Regions from separate parts of the Pan troglodytes genome. Here region 1 is linked to region 2. The links are chromatin contacts, called in public HiChIP or PLAC-seq maps. All regions are on one chromosome and are shown on one strand. The core of a region is the stretch at or near the end of the contact, and the rest is flanking DNA. Distances in the headings are between cores, read along the strand shown.

What was found. HiChIP or PLAC-seq counts read pairs in DNA pulled down with a chosen protein or histone mark.
Region 1: an H3K4me3 HiChIP or PLAC-seq map of stem cell-derived excitatory neurons shows a contact between it and region 2, with 5 times the contacts expected there. The contact joins the promoter of APP here to the promoter of ATP5PF in region 2. A contact is called at or near these places in 1 of 7 Hi-C or Micro-C datasets (stem cell-derived neural progenitor cells) and 1 of 1 datasets of contacts at active chromatin or transcription factors (stem cell-derived excitatory neurons).

The regions. Positions count from the first base shown.
Region 1 is chr22:26,948,514-26,953,330 of NHGRI_mPanTro3-v2.0_pri, forward strand. APP (amyloid beta precursor protein) reads right to left here and starts at 3,245. Exons shown (of 18, transcript NM_001013018.1): 1 at 3,189-3,245. The coding sequence starts at 3,245. It overlaps LOC134809245 (a long non-coding RNA gene), which reads left to right and starts at 3,604. Exons shown (of 3, transcript XR_010154489.1): 1 at 3,604-3,676.
Region 2 is chr22:26,519,617-26,524,466 of NHGRI_mPanTro3-v2.0_pri, forward strand. ATP5PF (ATP synthase peripheral stalk subunit F6) reads right to left here and starts at 1,919. Exons shown (of 4, transcript XM_001158637.4): 1 at 1,780-1,919. GABPA (GA binding protein transcription factor subunit alpha) reads left to right here and starts at 1,260. Exons shown (of 10, transcript XM_024352453.3): 1 at 1,260-1,363.

The sequences.
Region 1 (4,817 bases), core at 1,995-4,494, 430 kb after region 2:
AATTGATAGAGATTTTAAAAGAAATGTATTAATGAAAGATGCTTTGTAAGATTCTCAAGGTAATACAATTTGCAGAAACAATGTACATTTCTACTGAATTTAATGCACTTCTCACTGATAGTTTAGTGGCCACGTGAAATGCAAGTAATAGCTATGCTTATTTCCAGAATGACTGACAACATTCATACAAATATCTGTAGAAGACTCTAGTATGCAAAAAGCAGTAACATAAAATAGAGATCTTCTAGCAACAAGACTTAACATAAAGATAACCTCTCCCATTCCTTCAAACCAATATTGTTGATCACGTTATTTCTTTTTAATTTTTTTGAATCAGCCATTCCTCATTTAACCTCGTGAACTTGCATGTTCCTTTTCATTTCCTCAGTCAGGACCAGTATTATTCCATCTAGTAACTTCTTCGCAGTACTAATAGCCTTGCAAATGTCGTTCAGGAGCCTCTGCTGGTTACGGTGACAAGAGAAAAGCTTCTGCAGTCTGCCAGTTATCATGGTTTCTCATCGATTAGCAAGAACCATGACTCCTTACAGATCACCATCAAACCTGAGCTTTACTATTCTGTGTGTCGGCTTCTACCTTTAGGGAGGTACTAGTCAGTAGCAGCAGGTTTCCATAAACTATAAATTAGCACTACCACAAAGGTAAGATGATTGTGACTAGGTTAAACCCTCAACAGAGGGAAATAAAACTTAAGAGGAAGCTAGATTTAAAAACAAATAAATAAATAAATATTAGGGTAGTGAAACATCATATAGATTAGGGTTTGTTAAACTCACACCTCTATCAACATACCAGCCAAAATCATCAACCCAGATAATAACCATGTTTCCCCCGATAGCCAAGGCCCCACTATCATTGCCCTTATTCATTTCTTTTCTACAGCCACCTGCAGCAGACCTATTTTCTAAGCTCTATAAAAGACAGTCAACTCGTAATTACATCTTTTCAGTGGACACAGAGAGAACCAGATAAACCACCCTCAAACCTCAGTAGACTGAATTACCTACCCTTCTACCAACACTTCGCAAAATGGCATAATGTGAATCTCACCTCCACCCTTTAAAGGAGTTAACAATAGCTACTGAAAAGGTCCCAAAAGATGGCAGAAAGAGCAAATTAATGCAATTAAACAGACCAAAAACTAAATTCGAATCTGCCTACATGCTTCCTCTTTTTATACAGAAAGAAATATTGCTCAACAAAGTTACTATTTAAGTTTTGACAAAAGCTTCAAAAATACGGTTATCATATGCTTTTAATTCCTTAAACGTATGGTTTTTAATCTGTAGTAAGACCATTCGGGAAAACTGGAATAATTCTACAAATAAATGTAAGTAAGTCATGAGAGAAATCAGAATTCTCTTAGTTAAGTGCATTTTTTTAAAACATGGAAAACGAAATTCTTTAACTCTTAAAACAACCTGTCTTAACTAGCCCTAAGGTGATTCCTGAGCCACTTGTGGGTAAAAATCAGAAGAGAAAAAAGTTCAATGACCTTGCAAATTAGAAACTAAAAAACTAATGGTGTGATAGTCTGTACAGCCTCAGTGGAATTACAGGAAAACATCTGTCCGGAAATTGCTTTTTTTCTTTTGGAAAATTACTAGGAGGCTGGGGGAAAAGAGGGGAAAAACGGGGAAGGAAGGTTGCAAATGTTAAGATGCCAAACAGGAGCCCAACCGAAGTGAAATACAGCCTCCTCTGGCCCAACTGTCATGCAAACAACTTCTAAGCATCTTCAGATGTAAAGAAAAACAGTCATTGTGCACGGGCGTTAGCTGAATGTTCGAGAGTTGGATGAATGGGGAAGACTTGTTATACACCTAGTGGTGGGTGGATTTCACTAGGCTGCAGCCTCCACACAGCTTTTCTTTGCTGCACTGCAGAGGCGCCATCTTCTCCGTCTTAATCTTCACTCAATTCGATCCTTTTATCTGCACCCTAAAAAAAAGACCCTTCGGACCCTCCCCAGCATCCTGTGCCCCCAGGGGAACTAAACCAGAGTCCCCAGAGCTGCCAGGGAAGAGGCCGCGCCTTAATCAGACAAACGCCTCCTTGGATGCACAGGACAGAGCCCGTGCCTCCCCACCATCCGCCACTGCCCTTTCCAGACGCACATCCCACTCTCCGCCTCATTTCCTCCCCGCCAAGGACTTTACAGCCCGGCACAGAATTAAGCCTCGGAGGTGATCCGAGGGTGGGAAGCAGAGGAGCCCCGAGGCTCCGCCAGAGGCCCCGGCAGCGTCTCTGCCCCCTCCCAGGCGGACGCGCCGCGCCGGGAAGGGAGCCGGGCGGGAGCCTCGGTGGCGCACTGAGACTAACGCGGCTCGGCCCACGGCGAGGGCGGGGTGTCGCGGCTTTTGTTCCCGCGGACCTTCTGCCTCTCAGACAGAAGCTTAGGGTGCGAGCGAACTCCCGGGACGTCCAGACTTGGGGAAGGCGCGGGGTGGCTATGGGTCTCCGACCCCTCCCATTTCTCGCAAGTTACACAAAAGGGAGACGCGGAAATGCACAAAGTTTGCTTGTGGAAGGCGGTGCGCGACCCCGACGCCGGCTCGGGCTAGGGTCGCACCCAGGCAGCCGCCGCCAGCAGCCGCGAAAGGAGGTTGGAGCAAGGAAGGGGGATGGGGGTGAGAGAGGAAGGTGAAACGAGGCGGAGAACGCAGGGAAAAGCGAGGGGCTCCTAGCTTCCTGGGCTGTCCCGACTCCTCCTCCTCCCCAGGGCCCAAGAGAAAGGAAAGGGCAACGATTCAAGAGCGGAGGACTGGCTTCAGGGACGCTGCGTTTTCGGTTTTCCCCACGTGCTCCTTCCCCCTTCCCCCCCGTCTGAATATCTCTCGCCTCCCCCGACCCCCGCTTCCAAGGCAGGGACTAAGTCGGGGTCTGGGCTCAGGGTCGCCCCCTACCCTTCTCGCCCCGGGCTGGCGCTGAACCAGGGAGACCAGCGCCTCGCCCGCTCCCTCTCCGCGGGCCGGAGCGCGACTCCCTGGGGCAGGGCTGGGCCGAAAGCGGGGATGCGCGGGACGTCCGCAAGCGGGGGCGGAGAGGAGAGGGGTCCCCTTGACGGACCCCCGGCTTCTCTGCATTAAAGACTTGGGTTAAGGTCTTGGGGGGTATCGCGTCCCCACCGTGCAGCCTCCCCCCGCCTTCCGAGGCGCGGCACCCACCTCCAGCGCCCGAGCCGTCCAGGCGGCCAGCAGGAGCAGCGCCAAACCGGGCAGCATCGCGACCCTGCGCGGGGCACCGAGTGCGCTGCTGTGCGAGTGGGATCCGCCGCGTCCTTGCTCTGCCCGCGCCGCCACCGCCGCCGTCTCCCGGGGCCCCCGCGCACGCTGCTCCGGGTGCTCTCGCCTACCGCTGCCGAGGAAACTGACGGAGCCGGAGCGCGGCGGCGGGGCTCAGAGCCAGGCGAGTCAGCTGATCCGGCCCACCCCGCTCGGCACCCGAGAGAGACCCCTAGCGGCGCCGCCGGGGAACTGCGCCCGCTCGCGCCGGGAGGGGCCCTCGCGCCCCGCGCCCACAGGTGCAGCGCCCTTGGCGCCGCCTGCACCCCACGCGCCCCCTCCGCTCCCCGGCCGACGGCCCACCTGGGCTTCGTGAACAGTGGGAGGGAGAGTCTGGGGCCAGGAGAGGGACGGTGCAGGATCAGGGAAAGGTGAGTCCTAGGACGCCGAGGCTCTAGAAAAGTCGAGAGCGCTCCTGCTCGTCCCCGTGAGCTTGAATCATCCGACCCCGCAGGCCTCCCGGGGGTGTCGTATAAAGGACTGCTGCTAGGGTGCGTTTTTATCCGCATTTCGTTTTTTCTCTCGGTTTGGAGAGGTGGGGCAGGCGTTTCTGGAAGAGAATGAGAACGAGTGAAGCTTAAAGGAAATAGGATTTTCTTTGCTTGTTGAGACAGCAAAACCTCATTTTTTAACCCCCAACGTCAAAAGCAGCCACGAGCAACCTGGAATTTCTATCTTTAGAACGAACCAAAGGAGCAAGGCGCAGGACCTGGCAAAGAAGCGGGCAACCCATTTACTTCTTCTTGAAAGCAGGGTTCTGGGCTTGGGTTTTGTTTCTTTCTTATATTTTTGTTTGTTTTTGGTTTTGTTTTGTTAAAGGGGGTGGTCAGTGTGGATTTTGCGGGGCGGGGGGTCTTTTTTTGTTGTTAAGCAGGGATGTAACATCCGTCTGAGTTGGGGAAGAAGGAAAAATTAGGAGAGATCATTCGTATTCGACCCCCGTAAATGAGGACTTCTGACCTCAAACGCTGCCCTTGTTCTTCATTGTGTCTGTCCTGAATTATAGAAATGAACCTTCTGCCATGCCACTTTCTCCTGGATTAAACACGAACCGTCCACTGTCCAGTTAGTGTCCAGATAGTTTAGAATGCTCTAGAACTGCCCAGATGTATCCCCTGCTCTTGACCTGAAGTAGCATTTAGTTACCAAGCCACAGCCCACTCCACACAGGGCTTGGAGCGAAGGACTGAAGCCAGGGAGTGCTCTGGCCCTTCTGAGGGCTGCACTGCAGCCTGCCTTCTCTCCCCTGCTCATTGCGCTGACAAGGGTGCCTAGGCCCGGGAAGGATGGCTCAGCCAGCGGGGTACAGACTTCCTTCCTGGGAAGTCATTTCTGTACCAGCTCCCCTAAATGTTGTCTTGTGTGTCTTTTCCCGCACTAGGCATTCAGTCTTGACTCTTGGATTACTTTTACCCCTGAATGTCCTTTGGATGTCCTCAACAAATAAGGACAAATATTTTTTGTCATGCAGTATTTGTTTATACGCTTCATGTCATTTACTTCCTACAAAAG
Region 2 (4,850 bases), core at 669-3,168:
TTTCCTTGTACCCTTACAGCAATACTCTCAAAGAGTTAAAGGAAAGTGTTCTTATCCCTGCTTTACAGATGATAAAACTGTATCTAAGAAAGATTAAGCTGCACGTATTCACACAGTTAATTTGCTCTAAGTCTGACTGCATAGATGTTACTCCTTCTGCAACACGGGTAAAATCCACTTTCATTGTTTCAATTATCCACCATGTAAGTGCCTATGATTCCCCAATCGCATTTCTAATTTTAGTATTCATCCTGAGCCCCAAATCTATCCACAGCATTCAACAGTTCTCATCTCCCTTATAAGTCCTACGAACTCATCCAAAAAACGAACACATAATCCCATATCAAAACTTGTTCCGTCTGCTGTAATCCCTTTCATTTTTTTCCACTGATTAGTGAATGCATATTGTCCACTGAAACGCAGAAGATAGTCATTACACAAATAGCTGTGAAATACCACCTGACATAAATTCTCTATTCCAGTACCATCGGGTGCCACGAGAGCATATGATAGCGTCTGACATGATCAGAAAGACTGGGGAAGGCAACAGTAAGAAAACACTAGTCTGAGCAGAGGCCTTGTTCTGGGTGGGAGCATGGTTCTCCTATTTATAGTGATGACCGACCGGCCAAAGGTTAGTAGGTTCGCTGCCTCTTCAGTGCATATTCCTATGAACAATCCATAAAGTCGCCTAATGAAGTGTTAGCACCATCGTTTTTAGGTGGGATGCAAACTTTCAAGATTATGACTAATTTTTTCCCTCTTAATGGTACACGTTCTGCCTAAGTAGCCTAGACGCTCCCGTGCGCCCGGGGCGGGTAGGCCTGGCCGAAAATCTCTCCCGCGCGCCTGACCTTGGGTTGCCCCAGCCAGGCTGCGGGCCCGAGACCCCCGGGCCTCCCTGCCCCCCGCGCCTCCCCGATTTGCCCTCAGAGAGGGTATCGATCTTATTTCTGGGTCTACGGCAAACTCCAAGGTCTACAAACGTAGAGGTCAGCTGTGACCCCGGGCCAGGCCGTGAAGGTCCCCAGGACACAGAGCTGCTCTCTCCTCCTAGTAAAGGTGAGAGGCAGCCCAGGCCTCGTGAAAAAACCCAGAACTGGAGTCCCAAAAGGCCACGCTGATCTAGCTACCCTCCCAGTCACCTTGCACTCAGTCCCGAGCTGCCAAAGCCTCCGCCGCCACCACCTCCGCTCTACTTCCGGCCCTGGCTCCGCCCCCACACGCCTACCCGCCATCGCAATGCATTATGGGCCGCCGTTTCAGTCGGTCGACGCTCACCGGACAGGAAGCGTCTCGGAGACAGTCTGCGACCGGACGGGTCTAGGTGAGACAGAAGCCAAACAGGAGGAGGAAGTGGAGGGTAAGTGCTTCCGGGTCCCCTGGCACAGCCTCCGCCATCTTTTCTTCGCCTAATTTGACCCGTTCTTTTTCCCCTCCCTGAAACCTTGCTCTGTACGCATGCGCTCTTTGACTGGCCTTTCCCCTAGTTCAAGCTCCCCTCCGAGTCAGCGTCCTGTTCGTTAGGGTTATCGAAGTGTATAATGGTGCAGGGAAAGTGAGACTGTGTAAAACAAAGCGGATTGGGGCGTTGTGCTTCCTTGTGCCTCGTGAGCCTGCGTTGCCTTGGGCGGTCGTTTTGCGCACCCTGCCGGGAGTTGTAGTCCTGGACCCGAAGGTGCCTGGGAGGCGGGAGGGGGGTTGGGGCTTCTCAGCGCCGATTCCGCGGGAAGGGCCCTGGGGCCTCACACTTCTAGTCGCGGGAGCTGCAGGTCTTACCCGGAGAGACGCTGCACGTGGAGCCCTCGCCGCTGCCGTTCTCAGCCGGCTCTGGAGTGCGGGCGGGGGCGACAGGGCCGATTCCGGAGCGGGTGAGTGCGGCCGCCGGGGAGGAGGGGAGCGCGGGCCCTCGCGGGCCGGCCTCGTTCCGGGGCCTTTTCCCCCACAAGGGCCCCCCCCGCGGCCGCCTCTGTGTTTTGTTTCCGCTGGTCCCCGGCGCTGTGACTCCCATTTCCGTTCGTGGAGACTTGAGGGAGCCGGGTGGGGAGGGGCGGGAGAGGCTGTGCGGGGAGCGAAGGGGAGGGGCGGGGGCCAGCGGCCTGGAGCCCGGGGGGACCGGGCACCGCCGGGACCCGTGCCGGACGGGTCGCCTGTCGCCGCTCCCCCCTTTCCGCGTCCCCTCCTCGCCCGTCCGCACGCCTCAGCAGTCTCAGCCTGCTCAGCTGGGATGTGGTCCTGACGCCCCCGAGATTTTAAGAGCAAAATGCAGACCCTGTCTCATCGCGGGACTCAGCGATTCACTCATTTCAAATCCGCTCTCTTTATAGAACACACACACCAGAATCATTTATCAGCGTATATGGTAGCCATCTGGGTTTGTTTTTTTTGTTTTTAAGCAAGGAAGTAAACCAAGGAGATAACAATGGGTTGTCTACTTGGAAATTTTTTTGTGTACTAGAAGACACGCTGTATGTGCGTGTTTGGATTTAGGGACCCCGTTTTGATCAGGTTAGCGGACCGAGAGGACATGCCTAATATTGCATTGCAAGATGATTAGAAATTTAGAAATAAAATTCATTTCATAAGTAGTTTCCACTAATAGCAGTAGGTCTGACTCGTGAGAAGAGCAAAGATTTAGCAGGATTCACTTGAGCGAATTGTAGAACGAGGCGGTGATAACATTTTTCGGTAGTGTTATCTTGAACTTCAGAAGAAACCGCTCAACTCTTTAGCAACTGCTTGAGGGACTAGCCTGTCTCTCAGGGTTCCATCCAGGCTTTCCAAGCTTCTTTATTTTTAGACATACAGTGACGCTGAGTGGACTTCAAGTCAATTTTACCTGAATTGTGTATACAAGATCATCTGTCATGAGGCATGTATAGTAATGAAGTAATTAAATCATGAGCTAGATGTTAGGTTGAAGCAAATCATCAGACCGAGTACTAAATTAAAACTGTTGACTTTAGCCTTCCCTCAACTCTTTATATATAAAACTCCAAACCTACAGAAGAATTGGGGAAAAAATCATGCAGTGAACACGCAGATACCCTTCACCTGAGGGTCCCAACTGTTAATCTTTCACTGTATGTGCTTTCTCTTTTTATATTACATAGATATGTATGCTTTGCTTTTTCTTAACTGCTACCTTTATTTTTGAAAATAAAAATGTCTTTTAATTTCCTCAGACACAGAAAAGCATTTGATAACTTAGGAAAATGTGCAGTTAATCTCGCAGGTACCCCCACACTCCACTTATAATATATTGGGAACAAAATGTTCTAAGCTCTGTAATAATGCTCTCCAATGAAGGACAATTCTCAAATTTATCTGTAGTTTCAAAAGGGAATGTTACACCTGTCTGTATTTTAAAAGACACTAGCCGTTCCCAGAATTTTTCGTTAAATTCAAGTTTAGTTTGTATCCCATCTTGTGAAACATTCCGAACCCCAGGTTGGATTTAATCCAGCAGAACCAGAGTGTCAAAGTATATGAAATTGTTCTGTGCAGTTCTGGCGGGGGCAGCCCTTAGACGGAGAAACTGCAAGTAATTTTCTCTCAGTTTTCCTAAGTATTGACATAGAAGCCTGAGGAATTGGTTTCAGAAAAAGAGATAAGACTCACTCAAAAACTGATATGAAAGATTTGGACTATTTCTCAAATCTCTGTTTTGCTTCTCTGGACTAAGCATAGAGAACCAGGAGAGAAAGAAAGATTTAAGAGACTGAGTAATATTTTTTGACAGATCATTTAAGAAACTGAGTAATTTTTTTTTTCTCCAAAAGGGCATGGGTTTTTGTTTTGTTTTGTTTTTTTCTCTATTTGGCACTTTCTAGGGATTGGTCTATAAATTTTTTGAAAGATCATAGGATAAATTTCTTTGTAGCAACTTCCTATTTTAGTGTTTATGTTAGGGGAGCCCCAGGTGTCCCTGCTGATACGCCATTAGGGCCACTTCTCAGCCTCTGGCTACATCATAATGCTTTTTTTTTTCTATCTTGCCAAAGTTTCCAGAAAATTTATGTTTTCTAATTTTAAAAAAATTGGTTGTGGAGATGGGAGTGGACCTCTTTATAAGCCCTGAAAATAAGTGATTTTTTTAAAGTGCTATTCTGCTATAAACCTGATTCTCACTTTTTTCTGTAGACAACAGTTTTTTATAATATATCTATTTTGTGTGGACATTATTTCCTTTTAACCAATACTGAAATTCCATAGTGTATACTTTCTCCACATTTTCTTTGATTAATACTTTCTTAAAATAGACACTTGGATTGGCACCAGCTGTCACCAATAAAGCTGCCCTGAACATTGTCAATCAATCCTGTTAACCAATTTGAGAATTTTTCTGGAATGCTTAGTTAGGGATGAAATTGCTGGGTTATAGGTATGAGTATGCTTGATATACTTTTCTCCAGAATGTCTACACCTGTGTGTACACCACATCTACAGAGATAGGGGAATCTTATGTCCCTGCTAACTGCTCTCGTTATTTAATTTTCTGACATTTGCCGCCGCCGCCGCCACCTGCCCCCAACACACACATGGTATAAAGTGGTAGTTTCTTGTTTTAAATTGAACTTTTGAATGATTTGAATTTGGGCATTTCTTTGTATCCTGAGTTATTTTGGTTTCCTTTTATGTGAATATCCTTTTCCTATGCTTTAACTACTTTTCTAATTTGTCCCTGTTTTTGGTTATCAAATTCCAGGCCATTGTCTATTCCATCGTCACTTTTGGGTATTGGAAATATCTTTCCATTCTGTAGCCTGTCTGTTGAACATAAATCTTGATTTTTATGTAATCAGATTTTTCTCCTTACGGTTATGTTCTTGGAATTTTATTTAAGAAAT